2 separate regions of the Mus musculus genome follow, and region 2 is linked to region 1. Evidence: chromatin contacts called from public promoter capture Hi-C data. All regions are on one chromosome and are shown on one strand. Each heading gives the region's core, a stretch centred on a gene start, on an enhancer-like site or on the middle of the called end of the contact. The rest is flanking DNA. Distances are from core to core; before and after follow the strand shown. Region 1 holds the start of Sec61b (Sec61 beta subunit). Region 2 holds the start of Nipsnap3b (nipsnap homolog 3B).

The links. Promoter capture Hi-C pulls out the DNA fragments that hold promoters and counts their contacts.
Region 2: a contact with region 1 is called in a promoter capture Hi-C map of pre-B cells. The contact joins the promoter of Nipsnap3b here to the promoter of Sec61b in region 1.

What each region holds. Positions count from the first base shown.
Region 1 is chr4:47,473,390-47,475,935 of GRCm38.p6, reverse strand. It overlaps Sec61b (Sec61 beta subunit), which reads right to left and starts at 1,275. Exons shown (of 4, transcript NM_024171.2): 1 at 1,183-1,275; 2 at 927-1,024. The coding sequence starts at 1,185. Alg2 (asparagine-linked glycosylation 2 (alpha-1,3-mannosyltransferase)) reads left to right here and starts at 1,569. Exons shown (of 2, transcript NM_019998.3): 1 at 1,569-1,997. The coding sequence starts at 1,650.
Region 2 is chr4:53,010,608-53,013,153 of GRCm38.p6, reverse strand. Nipsnap3b (nipsnap homolog 3B) reads right to left here and starts at 1,274. Exons shown (of 6, transcript NM_025623.3): 1 at 1,107-1,274. The coding sequence starts at 1,166.

The DNA.
Region 1 (2,546 bases), core at 26-2,525:
GAGAGGCGTGGAATCCCTCTGAAAGCCTTTTTTAACAGGCACCACCAGAAACTTACAGAGAACCTAAGTGGAAGAGCAACTGGAGGGTGAATAGTGGTGTAAATTCAAAGCAGAAGAAGTTGAGGGCTAAACTGGGGGGACAGAAATGGAGGAAAAAAAGTAGTGAGGTCTTCCTATGAAATATGGCATATGACTGTACAGAGAAGACACACCAAATTAAAAAAGATAAATAACTGGAGTTTCTAGATTTCTATAAATAAGCAGTGACATTTAAAAATAAGGAGACCCTGAAGCTGGAAAAGTGGCTGAGAGGTTAAGAATACCTGTTGCTCCTGCAGAGAACCCCAAATCGGTCCCCAGTACTCATATGGTAGCTCACAATCATTCATAACTGCAGTTTCAGGTGACCTCCAAGGACACCAGGCAAGAAAGAGATGCGCGCGCGCACACACACACATACATACACACACACACACACACACACAGGTGCGTGCAATACACACACATACACAAAATAGACTTAAAAAGAAAGACACACACACAGCTGGGATGGGGAACCAGGGTGACAGACTGTGTAAGACACATTTTGTTAAACTGAGTGTGTATGGGACCTCCATATGGAAGACTGAAAGGTAAAGCCTCAGACACACCAGCTTTATGCCAACGCTTTTCCTAAAGTTATTCCTGATCCTAGTCTAATTTACCTTTAACTAAAGTGGTGCGTGCAGCTGATCAAGGAGAGGAAAACCATGCCTCCCTCCTAAAGGGCCTTTAACTAACTAGATGGCCACGTCAGCTCGGGCTCACTCGGCCCCTATTAATCTTTCCATCCTGGAACTCCTCCTTCCAGCAATGCAATGCAACCCTGGGTACCTAGCCTCCTCCAGCCATAACCGGGCGTCCCCCGCAAGCCCCCAGCCACTTACCTCTGCCGAACAGTGGATCCCGCAGCCCGTGCGGCCACCGCTTTGCTGGGAGAGCGGCCAGAGGAGCCCACGTTGGTGCCACTGGGCGTTGGACCCGGCTGCAGAGGGAAGCAGACAAACAGTGAACATCGCGGGTCAAATCCTCTTCACACCCCCGACCCCACACCCACCCGAGAAGCTGGGAAGAGCAATGAGGTCCCAGAAAGGAAGACCAAGATAGGGGCTAGTGCACCCCATGGAAGCGGGGACCGCGCACCATGCTGATGCCTAAGAACGGTGGGCACAGGAGGCAGGAAGAGGGAAGTCGTGAAGTTGCCGAGCACTCAGAACTCTCGTAGATACAGGCTCTGGCACCGCCCCCCGGCCGGCTGGCAGGGCCTTCGCAGACTCTTGGATGACTGGGCTGTCCTGAGATATGCCTGTAAAGATTACGCCGACAACAACTGGGCCGTGTGAAAGTACAGCCCTTTCGCTTCTTTTATGTAATTTATTTAGCGTGCTTAATATGGTCAAACATCACCAAATTGCAAGCTTTGGACAGGTCCACATGAGAAATTGAGTCAGGCATTTTCTTAGCGCCCACAAGCTTATCGCTGATGTGGCCTAAACTAACGCAGGCGTAGTTGCGCTGGCTCGGCTTTCAGTAGCCAGAGGGGGCCAGGGGCGGAGCTTGCAGGAGCTTGCAGAAGCTCGCGCGGAGAGCGCAAGCGCGGCTCATCTACCATGGCCGAAAACCTGTACCGAGCCCGTTCCCGGGTTTACAGCCCATCTGTGCTGTTTCTGCACCCAGACATGGGTATAGGCGGAGCCGAGCGCCTAGTGCTGGACGCGGCGCTGGCGCTGCAGGAGTACGGCTGTGATGTGAAGATATGGACCGCGCACTACGACCCGAACCACTGCTTCATCGAGACCCGCGAGCTCTCGGTGCAATGCGCAGGGGACTGGCTGCCTCGCAGCCTGGGCTGGGGCGGCCGCGGCGCCGCCATCTGCTCCTACGTGCGCATGGTCTTTCTGGCGCTCTACGTGCTGTTTCTCTCCGGCGAGGAGTTCGACGTGGTGGTGTGCGACCAGGTGAGGCCGCCACCAATTCTTGGCTGGGGGGGGGGGGGGGGGGCGGCGCCGAGAGGGGGGGAGGGACCGCTGTTCTAGGTTTTTAGGAACTGTCCAGCAGGAGTCCCCAGGGAGAGAACGGCCACCAATTTTAGTATGGATAGACCCTTTAAAATGGCAGATCTCAGGGACATCTCTCCCCCGCCCCCTTCCTTTCGTTGAAGATCCTTGAGGTAGGGCTTATGTGTCTGCATTTTAAATGTTTAGCCTTGGGACTAAAATGATTGGATCCAGGTGGTTGCTGGCATTAAAAGACGACTTCCGGCCACACCTTGTATGTGACTCAATTTACTCTTCTTTCTTCTCCGTTATTCCTTTGTCTCTGCTTTCAGGTCCCATCCATCCCACCCTTCCAGTCTTTCTAATACTGCCATTCCAGTACTTAGCAGTGCCACGGATTAAAGTCAAGCTAAACATATCGTTTCCCCATTAGGGTCCCCATTGGTCTTTGGAGAAAAATCCAGTTATTTTGTCTATACAAGTGTCTGAGCTTGCATATCAAAACCAGAG
Region 2 (2,546 bases), core at 25-2,524, 5.5 Mb before region 1:
AGATACTTTTACTATAATCTTTCACACAGAAAATATGCATTAAAGAAATCTGTATTGAAAGGTGTTTGTTAAGGGGTGAGGTAATTTTCTGTTGCAGGGCTGGGACAAACAGTGCCAGGGTAGAAATCTGCTTGCTCCTATCTCCAAATTAGAGCTTTTTGTCAACCATACTAGGAAGACAGAGAGGACAGCGGCCATATGAATACTATGCTCTTTAGTGTTCGACACAAAGTCTGTCTCTAGACAGCTCTTAATGCTCTTCCTAAACAAAGTAAGTCAAGAACTTCGGTGTTCAAGTCACAAATAGCCCTGGGTCAACAGCTGAGGCTGGTAGGTGTCCTCCTTTTTATGAAAGTCCCATCTCAGGCACAACCAGTTTCAGCAGGCTCCAAAGCCATGCTCCCCTTAAGATCTCCAGACCCTGAGTTGCAGGGCGGGATGCTCCCAGGTTTACCCTGAACTCCATAAAGCCTGGCTTTTGAACCAGGCAGGAACTGTAAACCCTCAATGAGTGGCAGTCACGATGGTGATGACTGCAAGAACACAATGCTCAGGGCTTCGGGGACACCCGGTGTCAAGGAAAGGTCTCTGTCCATTGTCCAGGGAGGCAACCTGACAAGTGGGTTCACCCTGGACTCACGAAATATTGGGTACCGATTGAACCGGGCATTGGCTGGACCGACCAGGGGTCTACTCACGCTCCAGACCCCACCCACTTCACAGTGTTGCTGGTTCCTGCCCCACAAACCCACCTACCTCCGAAGGACAACTCTCACTGCAGACCCCGCCCACCTCCCGGCACTGCCCCTTAGAGCAAGGCCCCGCCCACCCCCGGCCTCCACTAGGCAGGCTCCGCCCAGTTCCCAGAATACGGCCCGTTCTCCGCACTGCAGACCCGCCCACCTCGCAGCGTCGTCATCACGCGCACCACGAACCCCGCCCACCTCCCAAGGCTGCTCGTGCCCGACACACGCCCCGCCCACCTCCCTAGGCTAAGCTCGCTCTCCCCACAGACCGCACCCACCTCCCTGATCCCCGTTTCTACACCACCTAAGGACAGTTCCACCTCCCTGCGCGGGATTCTCGCACGCCCCCGCGGCCCCTACCTGAGGCGTCAGAACCCGCGGGGCCAGCGCTGTCCTTAGGCCGCTTCGGAGCGCGAGCATGGTGCGGTCCTGAGCGCGCAGGAAGACCGCCGCCGGGCGCTCGGATACGCGCTCTCCTCGCTTCCTGGTGCGCGGGCCAACTTCGATTGGGTCCCTGCTGGACTGGGCGTGGCTCGGCGGCGTGGCTCCGCCCTTCCCCGCAGGCGCAAGAGGCTCAGAGGGTGCGGACACAAAGCAGTCCGCGGTTCTGTTCCCCATCCCGGGGCATTACCTCTTCTGTATGGTTCTAACACTCCAGAATGTAGGGCGTGGCGTGGATGCTTCTTGGGGTGGGGTGAACTTGTAGCAACCATCAGCGAGCCTTCTCCTGTATCACAGAGTATTCTGCATCCCCATTGCAACTCCAAACCCCATCCCCAGCATGGCCTGGGAGTCTCCGAACAAAGATGGGATAATTTTCCTGGAACCCAGAAGAGTGGGTCCGAGGGCCTGAGAGTCACAGGTGAAGATTGAAATAATTTTGTGTGATGCGAAAGCTGACCTCTGACGGCCTCTGATTTTTGGCCCTCAGAAAAACTTCAATTACAATTTATATTTTTCTAGCGCGTGTTTGTGTTCTCTGTGAAGCATATTCTAGGTTTCATGACTTTCCAACTAAGATTTAGAAACCATTTTTAAATACACTGCTTTCATTGGGTCCACTGTTCACAAACATTAAATAGCTAAATAATCGCAATGATTTCCCTGAAAATCGCCTCTTGGCCAATTTACTAATGTACACTAAGCTATATTATTTACTGGTCATCAGAGATTAAAACCGTTTTAGCGTCATAAACTTGGAAATCCTGTTAGCCTTTAAACTCCTAACGATTTTATGCTTAGCAAATACACATAGCTCTAAAAACAAGTTACACTGAACAAATATCATCAAACTATAGAGGTAAGTTATTGAAAAACAGGCGTGCTTCTTTAGGTATTAAATGGCAATTTAAGGTGTACGTAAGACATTCCAAGCGGTGGTGAACATGAAAGGGATTTTTGATGTATTTGCAACAACTTAACTAGAATATGACATCTATGCCTTTTATTAACTAAATCGTCACAAGTCCTGATAGTATTGTCCTTTGTTCCGTCCTTTTATGAACAATGAAGGTAAGATACAGCTTTTAGCATCCAAGTAGCCAGAAGCTTTGGGTGCAGTCAGTAGACTGCTTTGGAGTATGCACACACCTCTGGTCTACAGGGTAAGGTCTCAGAGAAACCTGGGACCAACGGCTAACAGGGCTGTCTTAACATTAAAAACACACACTGGCCTGGCTCCTTAGCACTTCTCATCCCAAATCCTTTAAACCACCCCAGCCCCGAGCTTCACTGCCCTCCCCCCACCTCCCCTTTCCTATAGAACCTCAGCTATCTTGGCTAGATGCTATCTTGTTTGGT